3 separate regions of the Sus scrofa genome follow, and regions 2 and 3 are each linked to region 1. A link is a contact called in public Hi-C data. All regions are on one chromosome and are shown on one strand. Each heading gives the region's core, a stretch centred on a gene start, on an enhancer-like site or on the middle of the called end of the contact. The rest is flanking DNA. Distances are from core to core; before and after follow the strand shown.

Region 1 (2,881 bases), core at 188-2,687:
ATACACAGGAGGTGCTGAGTAAATGGTACTTGTTTTCTTCTTATTTGTAGAGTTAAACAGAAGCTCCTGTTCTGCATAAAAAGAGGGAAGCTGTGCTCAGAGTGAGCTCTTGTTCGGTGCCTTAATTTAGGGGACTGCAAACTCTCTGCCTAGATTATCTTCAGAGGTCATTCCAGAGCCCTCCTGGTGAAGGTTCCTACTTGCCTGCTCTCTGCCCTCCTCTTCCCAGCATCTGTGGTTGCATTTGATGGGCAGGCAGAGACCCAGCCCTGACTAAATGAGGACATTGTTGCAAAGACTGAGGAACCACAGACATTGTTGCAATCTGCCCTGCCCGAGGAAACTTGGAGACCTGTAGCTGGCCCTCAGCCCCTCTGCTGTGTGTTTGGGGAGACAACCTAGGTTTCTGGGCCTCCCAGAGTGATGGGAAAACCATTAGGATGTGCCAGATGTGCTGCTTTTCTGCAGTTGAGATTAGAGTTCTTTCAAAACCAAAGGGCCCGGGATTTTGGATTTTTCTCAGAAGTGGCGGCTAAATTGGTGCCCCAGGTGCAGGAAGTAAGTAGACTCACTCTTGCTCTTAAGAGACACATCAGCAGGTAGGAGAGCGGATCCACACACCCACACCTCTAAGGCAAGCTCGTCTGAAGGATGTACAGACTAGTGTGGTGGGAACAGAGAGAAAGGAGATACCAACTCCCTGGGTGTATGTGGTGGGGGAGAGGGGGGAGTACCAGAAGATGGGTCCAGTTGAAAAGAGATGGAGAAGGAAGGCCGGCCTGGAACCAGCATGAGCAAACGCCCAAAGGTAAAAAAATAATGATATGCTTAAACAAACAAACAAACAAACCAAGAAACAAAAAACCAGGCAGTTCTTGGGTGTGGCTGGGATACAAGGTGCTGGGCCGGTGGGGCAGTAGGGAGTGCGGACAAGAGGATGAGGCTTTCCTTTGAGTTATGGGACTTGGAAGTTTTAGCAGTAGGAGGTCAAGCTGGGTCAAGTTTTGGAGATCACTCAACTTAGGTAAGAGGAATACACTGAGGCTGTGCTAGGCACTTTCTTTCAACAAAAATTTGTCGAGTGCCCATTATGTGCTAGAAGCTGTTCTGGACACTGGACAACAGCAGCAAAAATTCAGATCGAGCCTTCCTTGAGAGTAACTTCCACATTTTAAGGAAGAGGAAATGAGGGTTGGCTTGACTCTGGCTGATGGCTCTAGCCTGGATTTCTGCGGCCGGAGGCAGCGTGGGTCTGGGCAGCCCTTTGCATAGCTGGGCGCACATGGGTCCTTCCGCTGCGTGCGCCACCGCCCCCCCCCACTGCCCCGCCCGGCTCGGAGCCCGCCCCCAGCCCAACCCACACGTGGGTTCTTGCACGTCCGCCCGGCTCCCCCTTGACGTCAACCTCGCTGTTGCTTTTAAGGCCCCTCCCGCTTCGCGCTCGGAGTACCGGAGCAGCTGCCGCCAAGTCCGGATCCGACACTGTGCGCCTCCCACGCCCGCCCGAAGTGCACTCCCGGTACGTCCCGCCCGGCGCGCACGGCGCCCGAGGGGAAGAGCGACAACTTTGGGCTTCTCTGTCGCCGCGCTGCCCACGAAGGGGTCCCTGCTCCCGCGAGGTGTTGGCTCTGCTTCCCAGAGACCTGGGCGGTGGCCCACGCCACGCATGGGCTTGGGACCCGCGGTAACCTCCTTTGGCTCTAAATGGGCACAGTAGCCTCTGGGTGGGTTGGGGAACCAAGGAGGTGGCCGCATCTAATCTGGGGTCGAAGGCCTGAGTGGATGCGGAAGGACCAGGATTCGACAGGTCTGAAGGGTGGGGCATACCTCTAGGCTCGAAATGGGCAAACCGCACAGAACTCGAAGTCCGGTTCTTGGAGTCCACGGGGCCGAAAAAGCTTCAGCAGTGTTTGGGTGGATTCCTGGAAGCCAGAAAGCTGCTGGGTGCCCTTTTGGTCGCATTTTAACCGTGGGACTCTCAAGAGGTGGGCTTCTTGAGGGCAGCTGCTGCCTGCAGATTATAGAGCGTTTCTTGAGTTAATTACATTTTTAAAGAAGCTACTGATGTATGGGCGCTACACTAGACATGGAGCATGCAAAGAAGAGGCAGTAAGGGTGATTATCAGCCAGCTCTCCCGCCTCTCAGTATATTGAGAGTAGGATCATCTCGTACCTTCTTCTCCTTTTGACAAATGGGGGAACCTACGGCTGGTTAGGGCATCTCTAAGGTCACAGTGAGCGGGTGGCCGACTTGGGAGGTAGGCCCTCTTTCTGCAGGGCTTCACCCGGACTCGTATTCCCACATGGAAGGGAGCACTGGAGCCCAGGACTCAGATTATGGTGAAACCTGGAGATGTCTGCAGAAAGAACTCCCTTCCCCCAGCCAGGCTTTAGAAACCTTACAAGGCTGTCTAGAAATAGCAGCAATTTGTAAGGAGAGACTCAATTCTAGCTTGGTGATTCTGGGCTGCCTGCCTGCAAACCCTCTCAGATATTTTTGCTCTTTGGGCTGGTGTCAAGATTAGACTTGGTGCTTTCACGATGCAATCTGTGATAATTTCTCCAGTGAATCCAATGTAGAATTAGATTAGGAGAGTCGAAGCTCCCCTCCCTGGCTCTGGAAATCCAGGGTTCCACCAAGTATCTATTAACTTGAGGGCTCCAGTCTTCAGGTCTCTGCAGCTATCGCTGCATTTCCGGTACTAACAAAATTTCCTCATACCGTTCCTCACGCCTTTGCACCAAGGATCGCGGCAGAAGCCAAACGAGGCGCCTCCGTGAGGGTTGACTAACAATCCTTGGTTCCTGGTATCAAGATTTAAAATCTGGCTTTGGCCGCGCGCCAGGCCGGGGAGGCTGCCAACCGTGCTTCACGTTGTTC
Region 2 (2,881 bases), core at 161-2,660, 210 kb after region 1:
TGTCTTCTACATCCTTAACACCCTGTGAGAGTGTGTGATTAATGGCTGCATATATACCAGAACTGATTTAACTGTAAAACTGTTATAAAAGTTTATCAAGAGAGGGCAAAAGCACTCTTCCTTAGGGCTTGAAAACACAAATGTCACTACCAGTCAAATATGTGATTTGCCTTTTTGACATCTGGAGAAAAAAAAAAGAACTATTTTATGTCTTAAAAAAAATGCACTCCCCTTCTGGCACAGTGGATTGAAGGATCCTGCGTAGCCACAGAGGGTAGATCACAACTGCAGCTCAGATTCAATCCCTGGCCTGGGAACTTCCATACCCTTAAAAAAAGCAAAAAAGAAAAGGAAAGAAAGAAAGAAAAAAGGAAAGGAAAGGAAAGAACGAAAGAAAGATGGAAGGAAGGAAAAAAAAAGACATAAGCAAACCCAACAAAAATGGCATAAATGTTTCCACATGGCTAAGTCTTAAAATGCATTATGAACCATTTAAACTAAGAAACTGGAGGCAAAAAAAGGTGGTTACCTCAGACTGTACACTGGTGGGGAATCAGGGAGCCTGGACTAAAAGCCTGATCTAACAGGGAAAATGGCCCTCCCACTCAACATTTCAATGTTAAGAGGATCTCTTCCGGGCCTTCAAGCCCTGTCTTCATTCCTAAATCTACACAGAGCTTTCATTCACTGCAGTTACTCAGCACCACCATCGTAGTCGGGCGCAGGGCTAAGTGAAGGGAATACTACAGCACGGTCTCGGCCATCAAAAAGTTCACCCCCGCCCACCTACCCCACCTCCCCAGCAAGATTTGCAAACGAACAGTTACTCCACAAAGTGATCATCTATACTTCTGAAAGGAAGTAGAGGAAGGACTGAATAATAACTGAGTTGAGTCTTAAAAGGTGGGGCAGCCCATTTCAGCAAACAGAAGGGCGTGGTAAAAGGAACAGGGCAGAGCCGGAATCTGTTTGAGACGCAGAGAAGCTGGTGGCGTGAGAACGCCGCACAGCAAGTGATAGGGTGGGGTCGGGGGGGATCTCGAAGTTGCCGGTGGAGCCAGAGGCCGGGCCTTGGGAGGGAGAGGCCCGCCGCCTCCTTGGGCCCATTCCCCGCCGTCGGTTCCAGACCAGCCCACCCCCGCTCTACGCCCCGTGACAAGCCGAGCAAACTCCGCGAGGAGGCGGTGCGACCAGGGGTGGAAACAACCCCAGACCCCGAGGTCCCAGACGCTGCCCGGCTAGCTGCCCGCACCTTGCCAAGTAGTCGTCTCAGACCCTCGCTGTCGAATTCCATGTCCAGCCGGGACCGCAAGGACGGTTCTGCCACCCCAGCACCCGATCTCCTTACACACCTTCCCTGGACGGCGGCCGCCGAGGACCAAACTTCCCGACCGGTCCAAGGCCCCGCCCCTTCCCAGACTCGAAAGTCCACTTGTGTCCAATGCTCCAGGCTCGCCCAGGCTCCGCCTGGAGTCTGACCACCGCTCCACCCTGATCGCCGTCAGAAACGCGTGAGCGCCGAGAGGACCACGACCCAGCTTGCTGGAAAGGAAACTTGGGGACATCTGTGAAGAGAGGAATAGGAAGTCCAAGGAGGAGCACGAAAGGAGGTAGAAGTTATTGGCACTGTTCTCGGAGAGTTTCGAAAAGGTGATGTTAAATACAGCGCAGTAGGGAGAAAGATCAAGACCCCAAATTGTGGTTGGATTTAGGAAGGAAGAGGTAATGGAACTTAAAAAGCAAAATTTCGGGGGGCTAGAAAGGAAGACGGAGGCAGCAGGAGTCTTGTCAGAACTGGGAGATAAGACAGCTGAGTGAGGGTGATGCAGCATTGCCAGGAGGGGTTGCCTTTTGCGGGGGAGGGGGGAGCGGAGCATAACCAGGTTGGTGGCAGACAGAGGAAAAAGTCAGCTGTCAAAAAGAGTTTGAAAACAAAAGAAAGTAAATTGGTGGATAAGGTCGTCTGGAGAAGGAAAAAACAAAAAGATGCAATTTGCTGGCTTTCTTTGGTCTCCTTGAGTCAGTTACTTACCTGCTTTGCATCCCTGGCTTGAGCCAGTGTGCCTACAAAGTCCCCAGGGGCTGGCTATTTTAACTGTCTGAGAGGTTGGGTGGGATGGAGGGTGATTATAGTTATAGGAAGAGCCAGAGATAGGAATGCTGTGACTCCATTAGGAGAAGAAAGTGAAAGGCTGGAAGGAGCACTTACTAATTCAGCAAACTTTTGTTGAGCCTTGGCTATTTGCTAGATATTGTTGGGGAGGAAGAAATTTTCCTCTACTCTTCTGGGTTCTTCTGGCTGATCTAAGAGTGGAATTGACAGGAGGTAATAACAAGAGAAAATTAAACAAAAGTTCATAACACTGTATACTTGGGAAAGACCCAGGAGAACTGAGTAACTGGCCGAAATGGCAGAAGCCCTCACCATAAATACCACCTTCAGCAAAAAGCAAGAGAGGACATTGGGGGCCTTGTTTTGTCTCATTTTTGTCATGGTCTGAGTGACCCTTCCTGATGTTGGTGTTCTGAGAGATTGTTTATATCCAGCAGGAGACAACAGGAGCCAGGCTGTGAGGGTCAGGTCAGCTTCTAACAAGCCTAAGACCTAGCTGGCTCAGTCCAGTTTCCAGATGTCAGAGGCTGCTTTTTTTTCTCTCTCAGGCTTTTGCCCTGAGAGAAGAGGAAGCCACTGGAGGGTTTTAAACAGAGGAGTGACACAATCTGACTGAGTTATAAAAGACTAAGTCTGACTACTGTGTTGTGAAGAGACTGCGGTGTGTGTGGTGGGGCAAGAGTCAAAGCTGGGAGACCAGGTAGGAGACGAGAAGCTTGAAGGATAAGAGGCCTGTTAAGAGCACCTCAGCCAGATCCAACAAACCTC
Region 3 (2,881 bases), core at 199-2,698, 180 kb before region 1:
GCAGGCTGGCCCAGCCTGGACCTCATGTGCATTTGCCCGGATCTGTCAGGAACATATAAGCGGGTCATTGATGGGAGATTTTGCAAACTTGTTTTAAACAATGTGGTTTGACAGGGCTCCGTGGATGATAAATGTGTGTGTACACTAAGCCCACTGTTCTCAGAGAGGACCTGGATCATCTTTCTCGTAATTACAGATTTCAAAAATTGAACCTGGGAAATTAGAGAATTGTGAAAGAGCTCCCTTTGCACCCAAGTGTGAAAACCAGGCAGTTGAGTGATGCTTCTTTCCCGTCACCCACAGCTGAGGACAATGTGTTTCTAAGTACCCCACGTCCTAGAGAGGGTATCCAGGAAGAAGGGCCGGGTCCCATAAGCTCCCAAGCTGAGGAGGGGCAGCAGTGATTCGACCCCTAGCCTGGGAACTTCCTTATGACATGGGTGTGGCCCTAAAAAGACACACACACACACTCACACACACACACACAAAGAAGTCTAGATGGATACAGCCACGAGTCAACTGCCCGAGGCTTATCATAGTACGTGAACAAATTCCACGTCTCACAATCAATGTTTTCATAGAGCAGGAAAACCCTACAGTGTTTCTCAAGTTTAGGGTTATCACATGCTTCAAGGACAAAGCTTATATTCTGAGATTTTTTTAGATTTTATGATTAATGATAGCTCAAAGCTTGTTATTTCTTCTCAGTAAACATAGTGTGAGAGAGAAAAACTATGTAGGTTTAAATTGAAATATCCATAAATAAATAAATAAATAGAAATATCCTATTTCATCTCTTCTAAGGCATAGATTTTTTTTTTTCTTTTTAGGGCCGCACCCACAGCATAAGGAGGCTCCCAGGCTAAGGGTCAAATCAGAGCTACATCTGCTGGCCTACACCACAGCCACAGCCACAACCACAGCAACGCAGGATTCGAGCCTCGTCTGCGACCTACACCACAGCTCATGGCAACACCCTTAACCCACTGAGCAAGGCCAGGGATCAAATCCTCGACCTCATGGTTCCTAGTCAGATTCATTTTCACTGCATCGCAACGGGAACTCCAAAGGCATAGATTTCTTGATTATAAATTTCTACAATTAGGATGTGTTTTGCATTCACAGATGACCAAGCAGCACTCATGAAATGGTTATCATTGCTTTAGGATTGACTCTGTGCATGCTTTCCTTTTTGTTTATGCACAAGAGTGATGTAAGATTAAGATCGATGTCTAAGTCTAAACGAACTCTTTCCAAAAGTGTAAAATAGCTTTTCCTGTGGGAGCTGGGTTTCGAGGAGTGTGGCCTTCTCCTCTCCTCGCCATAGTGTGGGCCTGCCCACTGATATCAGTGTACCCTGAAGAGGAGGGATCATTGCGTAAAAATGGCACTGTGCCTTCCGTGTTCAAGGCTCCCTTTTGACCAGCTATGGTGAACTTTGTTCCCACCAACTTGTGCAAAAACAACAGAAGCCCTAGACTGTCAGTGAATTAGCAGGTCATCAAACCAGCGCTGAGTCTTAGGCTACTGGCAGAGCTGGGGTTCAAACTCCCAGGGTTTGAGGTGGCAGGATTACCATGCTGGCCAGAGTGCTTTTGGAAATAGGTATCATGCGGGCCGCATGTTTGTGCCAACCAAGACCTGGCGACACTGGCACCTCAGAGTGAACACAATGCAGAAGAGATATGCCGTCTGCTCTACCTTGGCTGCCTTGGCCTTACGATATCTGAAGTTCATCGTATTGAGGAAGTTCTTGAACTTCCTTTGGTGGTGGAAGATAAAGTTGAAGACTACAAGAAGACCAAGGAGGCTGTTTTGCGTCTGAAGAAACTGGAGGCCAGGAATGATATCAAAAAGTTTTACACCTCTCAGTGAATGAGAGCTGGCAGAGACCAGATGAGAAACTGATGCCGTATGGAGCACAGGGACCCCTGCATCGTCTATAATGAGGACAAGGTATCATCAAGGCCTTCAGAAACATCCCTGGAATTGCCTGACTTAATGTAAGCAAACTGAACATTTTGAAACTTGCTCCTGGTGGGTACGTGGGACATTTCTGCCTTTGGACTGAAAGTGCTTTCCGCATGTTAGACAAGCTCTGTGGCACTTAGTGTAACGTTGCCTCCCTCAAGAGTAACTACAAGCTCCTCACACAAGATGCTCAACACAGACCTTAGCAGAATCATGAAAAGCCCAGAGAGCCAAAGAGCCCTGCCCCCTGACACCCCCCCTCCCCTGAGCACCAAGCAAGAAGATTCATCACAGCGTCCTGAGGAAGAAGCCACTGAAAACCCTGAGAATTATTTGAAGCTAAACCTGTATGCAAAGCCCACATGCCAGAACACCATTCTGCACCAGGCCAAGATCCACAAAATCCTGATGGATAAGGCAGCCACAGCACTGGAGGCCAAATCAGATGAGAAGGGGGTTCCAGGCAAGAAGCCTCTGGTAGGAAAGAAAGGATTGAAGCCCGTCGGCCGTAAGAAGCCTTTGGTGGGGGAAAAAAGAAAGGTTGCAGTGACCAAGAAACCAGCATCTGAAAAGAAACCCAACACAGAAAAAAAAGAAGGCTGACGCGAAACTTAAATTGGTGTATTCCGTAAAGGTCAGATCATTTTGGACAGCTTATTTTATGTTATTATTTTACTTTATTTTTTGCCTTCTTCTCTTTTAAGGGCCACATCCGTGGCACATGGAGGTTCCCAGGCTAGGAGTTGAATCAGAGCTGTAGCCACCAGCCTACACCACGGCCATAGCAAGGCAGGATCCGAGCCTCGTCTTTGACCTACAGTCAGAGTTCACAGTTCACAGCAACGCTGGACCCTTAACCCACTGAGTGAGCCCAGGGATCAAACCCGTAACCTCATGGATGCTAGTCAGG

The links. A called contact is a pair of places that touch in the nucleus more often than the background predicts.
Region 2: a Hi-C map of liver shows a contact between it and region 1, with 4 times the contacts expected there. The contact joins the promoter of UEVLD here to the promoter of LDHA in region 1. A contact is called at or near these places in 4 of 47 Hi-C or Micro-C datasets (heart right ventricle, liver, skeletal muscle and 1 more) and 1 of 2 datasets of contacts at active chromatin or transcription factors (alveolar macrophages).
Region 3: a contact with region 1 is called in a Hi-C map of liver, with 2.0 times the contacts expected there. The contact joins the promoter of LOC102165880 here to the promoter of LDHA in region 1. A contact is called at or near these places in 2 of 47 Hi-C or Micro-C datasets (embryonic fibroblasts and liver) and 1 of 2 datasets of contacts at active chromatin or transcription factors (alveolar macrophages).

Annotation. Positions count from the first base shown.
Region 1 is chr2:40,823,885-40,826,765 of Sscrofa11.1, reverse strand. LDHA (lactate dehydrogenase A) reads left to right here and starts at 1,437. Exons shown (of 8, transcript NM_001172363.2): 1 at 1,437-1,519.
Region 2 is chr2:40,615,615-40,618,495 of Sscrofa11.1, reverse strand. UEVLD (ubiquitin-conjugating enzyme E2 variant 3) reads right to left here and starts at 1,410. Exons shown (of 12, transcript XR_002341551.1): 1 at 1,253-1,410. LOC100523888 (a long non-coding RNA gene) reads left to right here and starts at 1,406. Exons shown (of 2, transcript XR_002341553.1): 1 at 1,406-1,650.
Region 3 is chr2:41,007,560-41,010,440 of Sscrofa11.1, reverse strand. It overlaps LOC102165880 (60S ribosomal protein L4-like), which reads left to right and starts at 1,448. Exons shown (of 1, transcript XM_013994507.2): 1 at 1,448-2,691. The coding sequence starts at 2,158. The coding sequence ends at 2,574.